2 separate regions of the Triticum aestivum genome follow, and region 2 is linked to region 1. A link is a contact called in public Hi-C data. All regions are on one chromosome and are shown on one strand. Each heading gives the region's core, a stretch centred on a gene start, on an enhancer-like site or on the middle of the called end of the contact. The rest is flanking DNA. Distances are from core to core; before and after follow the strand shown. Region 1 holds the start of LOC123063577. Region 2 holds the start of LOC123063578 (serine decarboxylase 1).

Evidence for each region. A called contact is a pair of places that touch in the nucleus more often than the background predicts.
Region 2: a contact with region 1 is called in a Hi-C map of leaf, with 2.5 times the contacts expected there. The contact joins the promoter of LOC123063578 here to the promoter of LOC123063577 in region 1. A contact is called at or near these places in 2 of 5 Hi-C or Micro-C datasets (both in leaf).

What each region holds. Positions count from the first base shown.
Region 1 is chr3A:733,154,047-733,158,529 of IWGSC CS RefSeq v2.1, forward strand. LOC123063577 reads right to left here and starts at 2,359. Exons shown (of 3, transcript XR_006430402.1): 1 at 449-2,359; 2 at 174-362.
Region 2 is chr3A:733,353,363-733,358,450 of IWGSC CS RefSeq v2.1, forward strand. LOC123063578 (serine decarboxylase 1) reads right to left here and starts at 2,593. Exons shown (of 5, transcript XM_044487400.1): 1 at 2,211-2,593; 2 at 1,108-1,339; 3 at 819-1,012; 4 at 571-704; 5 at 1-455. The coding sequence starts at 2,511.

The DNA.
Region 1 (4,483 bases), core at 1,109-3,608:
TTTCAAGCCCAATAGCAACTCTGGATTACTAACAATATTTAACAGTAATGAACTAGTATCAAACTAGGCAGAGTGGAAAAGCAAATTATCATGAAATAAATACCTGAATCATATATCTTTGCTGTGTAACACTGGGACCATGTTAAATAAAATTAAGCAAATAACATGCTCACCACTTCATATAGTTGGTGCACATAATGATGGTGGGAAACCAGCATATAGTCGACCAGATAAGATGATTTTGCTAAGCTCAGCGAACAACTCGACCTGCAACGTCTTGACGTCCACCGAAAATAACCCAAACATCACCTCCTCTCCTGAAGATGTGATGTACATCGCTCCTATGAGCAGGTATCCCCCGCCTACACCAAGCAGAACAACATGATGCATTTCCGGCAACGGGATGACCTTCTCCAAGTGCCATTGGTTATTTCTCAGAATGGAATACCTCAGCCAACATGGTTCATACATGTTACCCCTGTCATAGACTTCAGCGAGCATTCCGAGCATTCCTTCTGCTGCCTCAACAATGACGAAATTGCTGCTCCATCCTTGTTCAGGTGGTAGGTTGACAGCAGAGAACTCCATGGCACGTGTATCAAGCAGAACCAACTTGTTCAGGAGGGGAAAACGCCAACAGAAGCATCCGTGGACGAACTGACGATCTGAGAGCCCATCCTTGGTGCCTTCAAGTGGAGCAAACGTAGCTTGAGCACTCCATTGGTCAAATGCAAGAGAATGCCACTGCCAATCCAAAGAGGAGAAGACGAGCAGCAGCAGATTCATTCTGCACTGCAGCAAGCACATGACCCTGAATGATAACGGGTCCTCTTCATCATCGCCGGGAGCAAGGAAAGTCTCCAGATGGAGGAGGTCCGGTTCACTGACCAGCGCTTTCAGGTCGCCGGGGACGGCGGGCAGCAGGATGTAGCGGCCGTGCACGGGGTCGCACACAGCGAGGTCCCTTACCGAAAAATAGCGCAGATGAGAGCTGCCGCCTTTGCCTGGGACTGGGGCGCCGTCGAGGAGGGCGCGTCCGTCCAAGAAGTCAATCGCGCTCCAGGTACGTCCGGTGGTGGAGGGGAGGAAGGAGGAGCAGGAGAAGTCGAAGCCGGCGAAGGCGCGGGCGGCGAAGGCGGAGGGGTGCGGCGGCTGGGCCGGGATGAAGGCGCTGTCGTCGAACGCGCCGATGAGAGGCGGCGGGTGGTGGGCGCGGTAGCGACGGAGGAAGGCGTGGTCGGTGATGAGACGGCGGAAGGAGGGGCACGCCGCGGAGGCGCGGGCTAGGTCGGCAGCAGTGGGGAGACGGAGGAAGATGTCGCGGAGGAGCTCGTCTGGGGTTTGGAAGATCGGCGTCTCCGGCAGCGGTGCTGGATGCGGCGGCGGCATCGGGCTGGCCGGCGGGGAAATTGGGGATCTACAAAATGCTCAACCTTTTTTTTTTTGCCAGGCAAATGGGTGTCTCTTGTACGGCTTCTACGATGGGCTCTGCAGATGGATGAGCCTCCAAATGTTACACGCCTTATTAATCATCAAATCGACTCAAAAAAATATTAATCATCAAATCAACTCAAAAAAAATATTAATCATCAAATCGACTGAAAATTTGCCTAAAAAATCAAATCGACTCAAAAACTTCGCTCGCTATGCAATGTACACCCACCCATCAGACCAAATCATCCGTCCATCAATTCCATCCATCACCACCGTGGACATGTTGCTGCCTTAAACCTTTTTGCCATCGTCATCACCCCTGGTGTCCAAACCAGAACCAGAACCTTGGACGCCATCAATGCTACAAGCACGACCGCTTCAGCCAAATTTGTTAATAACCAATCTGGATGTCAGGATGCCGGAGGTGAAGGACATCAACGAAATGCCCTTCACCGTGATTTGTTCCGTCGTTTTTCATATTTCTGCTTACTGATTCTTATGGATATTTCATTAATAACGGCTCAGTGACATGCAATGGGAGCGAGTAGGAAGCTTCTTGTTTCGCTCCACGTGGAGGCAAGGCCGTCGAGGCAGTCGACGATGCACCTGGACGGTTTCTTGGCGGCCGCCTCCACTGCCGCCTTGGCGCCCACCTAGATCGACATTCCAATTACGTCCTTCACCTTCGGCGTCCTGGCCTCCAGCTTGGCTAGGAACAGATGACTGCACTGAAATTGGGCCGAAGCGGTCGCCTATGTTGGGTTTCTAACCTTCACGCTCAGGCCGGGTTCTGGTTCTGGTTGGACACATGGGGTGAGGATGACGGCAAGAAGAGCCAAGATGTAGGTTTAAGGCAACGACATGGCCATGGCGATGATGGATGAAATGGATGGACGGTTGATTTGGTCAAGTGGGTGGGTGTACATTGCAGCAAGCGAGCGAATTGGCTAGCTGGTGTTCCCCTTCTTATATATACACCTAGATAGTAGCCCATACATGTATGCCTGACTGCTTATACTTCTATGTGGACGTCCAATTTTATAGGCAGGCAATTAAGGAGGAGCTAGCTAATTAAGTTGTGGCCATGGATCCATAGACTTGTTCTCCCTATACCTAATATAGATAGAGAAGCTCGTTAGCCTGTTTAGCTTAATAGTTGGTCTCCTTCAGCCTTTCCTATACTAGATGACCCGTTACACCCATGGCACAAAAGGCGAGAGTGAGCCGAGTATTCAAACCATGCATACGTGATTAATTTAGAACCAATTTAGGGCGTGTTCGGCAGCCAGCTTCTCCAACTCCACGATTGGAGCTGAGCCGAACGCTCTGACTCCGCGGAGTTCAGAATCAAGAAGCCAGCTGCCCGCGTAGTGTAAAGACGGAGGAAACTGAGAAGCTAGCCTTTCCCGGCTCTGAAAATTGAGGAAGCGGGAGTTGAGACATATTACAACCATATGCCACCGCCAAGTGAGTCCCTAGCATACCGGTTTGCTCATTCTGTTTCTCTCCCCGATTTTTTTTCTCGTGCACGACCAGATGCACAGGGAGATGCACAAGGAGATGGATGCTGGGAGCGGACGGGCTGAACGATTTCCCGGATAGACTGGGCCACATGCGCTTAAATGGGCCGGAGGCCTGGTAGAGCGACCAAATATAGAAGCTGTCGTGCCGAACGATTTCTCGGTCGCCACATGAAGTGAGAAGCCACACGAGAAGCCAGATTTGAGAAGTTTTAGAGAAGCTGGGAGGTTTCAGAACACACCCTTAATAGATACTTATACCCATTACATGGTACTATGATAGACTAAAAGAAAGTAATGTGATCACTTGATAATAGCATACATTGGTTTTATAAAGCAACTATGGTAGCAAAGATGCATTGTATAGCTGCCAACTGGAAAGACCAGGACATGGAGGTGAATAGTAACTGCTTCATGCTATGATGTGGAGTGTTCTCTAAAATCTGATACTGCTTGCACTTGCCCCCGAAATGAATAGTAATAATTTTAAGAGGATAAATCACTCAGAGGTTTGGTTCCTAATTGGAGCAGCTAAAGAAGCAAAGTAGCTAATCTTAGTCTGTATATCAAACATTGTTTGGAACAGTTGACAAACTTATGTGCCTCGAGATCTGGTGGGGGATTGATGGATTATGGATGGGCTTAGACCCATATAAGACAATAATCCATGGTTAATCTCTAAGGCACATGCTTGTGTACGGCAAGTGGTGGGAAGTGTGAGAAGTTTAGTTCCATGCTGCTACAGTAAGAAGAGTGAGACCTCTTTATAAGGGCTGCTCTACCACTTGCTATTGGAAGCCTGAGAATAGGAGTTGTACACGCGCGCTCCTCCTTCTCTGCCGCCCGCCTCGCCTCATCAGGACGCGCGCGCACGCCGCGGGTTGTGGGAATGAGCCGAGCTGAAGCTTATTTTTGCCGCTCAGGAATGGTTAATTAATTATTAATTGTTTAACGAGTCTTACGGAAGCGCCACTGACATTGGACCGTGGGCTGTTCACGGACTCGGTCGTGGGCCTGGCCCAGGGCCATCTACCTGATGGCCTATTAAGAAGGCGCTGGCCAGTGTAGTGAAACCTAGTTCAGTTCACTCACTCCCTCTCGCGTAACCTAGCCGTCATGTACTGTTCCTCACTCTGTGCTGCCTCCGGCGACCCCATCCCGACGGTCGCGTGCACAGTTGGTCGGGAGAGCAGGCGCCTCCGAACCCTGTCGTTTGAGATCCTGCCCGGGAAAACGGTAATAAGGTTTTTGGGGAGCGTCTCTACGCGACTGCCCCCGATCCGTCCCCGTCTTCGTCCGCCTCTGCTTCCACTACTTTCTCTACATTGACTCCATGGCTGACGACGAAGTCGTCAAGAAGAAGGCCTTGGCTGATGCCGAGGCTGCTGCTGCCGCCGCCGCGTTGGCCTGGCCAAGTGGAGGGTGTGATTCATTCATCCCCTATCTGCTCATTCATGTGTTGGCCGTATATATGTTGTCCATAGATGTTTTGGTTCTATGTACAGTACGTGCTCACATGTTTAAGTATC
Region 2 (5,088 bases), core at 1,343-3,842, 200 kb after region 1:
ATAAAGTCATCGAGCTTCTCCACACTCACATTTGGCATTACCACCACATGTGCGATGCTTCCCTCGCATGCGAGCTGCCACTTGTGGACGAATGCCTCGTCTTGTGGTCTCTCGAACACCACCGTGCTGCTCAACTCGTTCAGGTACGCGCTCACTCCCGCCTCCCTTAAACGGTTCACGAGATGATGAGCATTTCTCAAGCACTTCTGGACCTCTTTGCGGATGCCTCTATATCCCTTTTTGTTCAACGTGTACCAAAGGAACATTGGTGCATGCCCATTGCGGCTCCCCATGATTGTCGCATCTCTAGATGATAGGTATTCGATATCAGTGGAGAGCACTTTTACATGCTCGAGCCTGGTTATTACCACGCCGCATGGTACAGGACATCCCATGAACTTGTGGCCTGATATGCTCACGCTTCCGATGGGCTTCTTGAATGTCACCTTTGGTGCCTAGAGGAAAATAAAGAAAATGTTGGTTAGCTATGTTGTTCTCTAGATTTATAGAAGTTGTTGTGGCATGTGCTAACTAAATGTCCTTTACTGCTTAAAAAAGTGCATGACCCACTTGTTTGATAAATGGCATCATAAGGCCAGCTAGAGCACCATCGCAATGGATGTAGAATCGATCTCGAAACCCACATTTTTCAAGCGTTCTTATAATCCTGTCAAGATCGTCGATGGCTCCCTTGACAGTCGTTCCTACAAGAAACAGAAGCAAAATAACAAAAGTGTCAAAATCAACAATAAAGAGAGACACGTAAGCAAAGCATTTTCTGAGCCATTCTGATGAAAATGTGAAAGCAAGATGCTAACCTATATTCACATTAACAATCGCAGGCCTCCCGGGGTTCAGCGATAGTTTGGACTTAAAATCTGCGCAGTTCATCTCTCCAGAAATTAGAGTGTCGATCTCCACACAATCAACTCTATACATCCTAGCTGCCTTGAACACGGAGTAGTGCGACTCACGAGACGCGTATATGATCCCATCTGGAAAAAGCTCCCTCCTACATATAAAATCACAACCAGTATGCAAGATACATTCTCGATCATGTGAAAAATGTATGCAAGATAGATTAAGGGATATCTGGTAGATACTGACCCGACTAATAGGCCGTGGAGGTTCCCTTCAGTGCCGCAATTGGTGATGTATCCCCAATATTCGTCCTGTTGGAGGTCCCAGAGGCGGGCAAACCAGTCAAGCACGGCAACTTCAAACTGCCTGGAGTGGACGCCGTAGTTGCTCTCAATGAAAGGGTCGCCGAGATTGTTGATGGAGAAGTTCTGGAATTGGGCCATCACACTAAAGTTGAAGTCCAGGTTGTAAGGGTACCCTGTGAGGGACAAACATTTGCATGAGAAATCAATCTGCGCATGATAGTATAAATTGCATGATGAATATTTTACAAAAGTACGTATGTATTTATTTTGTGGTGCTGGCAATGGTCAAACATTTGAGATGCGTTCTTTTTTAGGAAGATGTAAAATGCGTGTATATTATGAAGTGTACCTATTTTTCAGAGTATATATTAATGTATGACTTTATTTGACTCACAATAATAAATATGTATGGCCTTTTCCCAGAAAAAGATATGCATGACTTTTGTTGGCAAGTTTGTGGAACTGGTACCCCAACAAAACTACAAAATTCTACCACTGTTAGCCAACCAAGAGAGGAATTACACAATTTGAGAAGAAGTGTGCAGAGTTGTTAGACGATCTTCTTTTGAGAGAAAATTGTTAGAAGATCGTAATCACGTGGAAGCATTAATCCTTTTGTTTTGGAAAATCCATTAACTCACTTAGTCATTCTACCTGTTGCTACTGGTTCTTTTTTTTCGAAGAATAGAAAAACAGTTCTATTTTGGCAGGGTTCTAGCTTCCCGAAGTCTAGGACATCCTCTCGCAAAAAAAAAAAGTCTAGGACATCATCGTTCTATTTGGTGTTCTTAAGGCGGCAATTTGACCTATTTATTCCGATCTTCCACTGTAATATTTTTAAAACAAAAGTTTTAACTGCTCAAAAAAAATTCTCATGCAGCGCCACGTTGCGCACACACACGAGACTAGGAGCATGCATGCCGCACGGCGGCGCGAGGCATGCACGCAAGCCGGAGCTCTTTTTATTTTTTTGCATATCAATGCAAGCCGGAGCTCGTGCAGCATGATCGGATCGCCGATGCAGATCAATGGAGCTGGCCGTACCCAGGTGGTGGGTGGTCCTCTCCTGGAGGTGTTGGGCGAAGCCGGCGAGGAGCGCGGCCACGTCGTCTCGCCGCTCGGCCGCCGCCTCGGCGTCCGCGGGAGGCTCCAGCACCGCGAAGCCCTCCACGGCCACACGTGCCGCGTGCTTGCCCGTGTCTGCTACGACCACCTGCAGCAGACCATCAGTAACCGGGGGGACAACACCGCTGACGCCGGGGTGGTTCTGGAGGACCTTCTGGTGGCAGTGGTGATCGGCCGCCGGCGGCGAGCCTACCAGCACCTCGCTGTTCTTCTCTACCATCTTGCTAGCTAGCTACCAACGGCGCCACTCGATCAACACCTCAAAACAGTAGTATGAGAGAGAGAGAGAGAGAGAGAGAGAGAGAGAGAGAGAGAGGTGGAAGAAGGGTCGGGGATGGCGGTGGAATATATAGGGAAGGAGAGAGCTGGGCGGAGGGGAAACTGTAACGTGCACGTCGGGTACGTCGTAGAGCAGGGGCGCCCCCTCGGGGCGGGTAGAGCCGGCGCCCGGGCGCCGCGTCCTCGCCTCGTCGACGTCACTGCCTACTGTTGGTGACATGCACGTGCGCGTCCCTGTCGTCGTCGGCGAGACGGACGGTGGCGCGTCGCTGTCGCACGCATCTCATCTCGCGTGGCAGATGGCTACCTAGCTAGGTCGGTCCATTACTCAGTTGACTAAAATGGTAATTAGGTGGAGATGCCATTGGGCGGGAGGAAGAAGAAGAGGTGGAGGATCTAGCAGCGAGCTAGGTAGGCGCGCGGGGACGGGACGTGCGCGACGCACAGATGGCTAGCCCTAGAGCACGCATGCACCATGTCGATCGATCCACCCGGCTGTACCCAGGGGAGGCGGCACATTGCTTGTCGTATCTGCACTGCATACAGATTGCGATCGGTACCATTAGGGTAAACCGCCTCGTCCAATGAAACTCGTCAATTAGCTTAGCCCTCCAAATATTGTAATTTACGATACTCACCCTCAAGGCTCAGTAATACACATGTCACATTACGTCAATTCTCAGTTGTCTCATCCTTTTACATACATACAAACCTCAAAGCTTCGGTATATGCCCCACGACTATGTTCGAACATTAAAAAAAATTGCCATGTCCTTACAGATGCCATTAGCTATGTTGTAGGTGCGCAGACCGGTCAGCCAGCGAACGCACTTTGATCCACGTTAAATTGTGACGACCGTACGTGTTCTAGCTAGCTAGGTGACCTAGGTCCAATATCTTGATATTTTCTACTGTATTGTAGTTACACCTTACACGCAAGATCCACGGACTCGGGTATTAAGAGCATAATTGGTTTGTTACCAATATTTGGCTTGCCAAATGTTGGCATTGCCAAATATTGGCAATATCAAAATTTGCCAACTATTGGCAACTTTATGTGAGATAGGCAAAACAATTCGTAGCCAACCAAATAGTTGCCAATATTTGGCACAATGCCAAACATTGGCATGCCAATTTTTGGCAGCAAACCAATTATGCTCTAAGACGTGCTACAGTGAACAATGGCGACGTGGCAATGCAGAATCTGTCTTCCTCTCTCTCCGTCTCTTTCAGCTACTAATTGAGGATCCTTCTCTCTGTACATATACTATACACGCTGCAAAAAGAAACAAACTAAATATCTAGCCAGTCGTGCAGGGTGGGTGGAATGGGAACTCAAGCAACCTACGAATGCACTGGCTACTTAGTTAATTCAGCTAACGTCCACAGTGTGCAATCGCGTCTCTAATTATAAACTCTCATGCCGCGTCACCCCGGCGGCCCCGTACGTGTGTTTTGCATGGATGCACGCAAGCCCGATCGGGTCAAAAACTATTGCCCGTAAGGAGGGCCACCAATCATACGAGGCCGTGCTCGAAGAATCTGACAAGAAAAACTTACATGATCCACATAAGATCGCTTGCTTGTGATTAAGTAGTGGGGTAGTTATATATAGTAGCATTACCACATCTATAACTTCTCTCTGAAACGGAAGTGTAAACAATTGTCAGAACGGTGACGGCACATGATAATATCTGAATACGATCCCTGATTGAAAGATTCGTTCTGCATCTGACTTTCCAAACTTGGTTTGTTATTTGTACGACCATATACATGAGGTCTAGTACTTTTCTCGACGGATGCCATTGGCTGGGGAAAATGAAGAACAAGAGGTCGACGAGGCACGCGGGGACGGGACGCCGTCCGCCAACATGAAATGGTGGATACTGTCACTAGCTATAGCAGCTTTGCTTCGCTATCGAGGCTGGCGATAGCTAGTAGTTAGTAGCTAGTTGTACGTCTATACACGCTAAAGGGACGTTCACGCGCTAGCTAGAGAATGCACCATGGCCCGGCTGTATCCCGGGTGTGTCTCATTCATATAAGAAGATCGTAGTACAAAGCCATATAGACACCGAACTCACAAAATAGAAAAGACAACAAAACGCTAGCTTTTACGCAAAAAAAGAACCACTGGTCCGGACCGACCAGCGGACACAAAACGTTGTTCATAAGTGTAAGTTTACGTGCATATATGTGAGCGTTTGTGATTGTACTGTATTTAGAAAAAGATTAGCAATTGCACGCATGCATGCATGCACCGTTAGGTTGTACGTATGGCGACCAGACCGGGCCGGCCGGCGGGCTACACTTTTGATGTGTGAAGGTTACCGATCGATCAATCCACTTTGATCCACGACCAAGTGTGACGACTGTGCTATCTAGGTCCAATATCTAGATATTTTACAATCTACAGTACGTGCTATTGTAGTCGTACACTACACACGCAAGATCGACCGACCCACACAAGGCGTGCTACAGTGAACAATGACGACGTGGCAGTTCAGAATCTTTCTCCG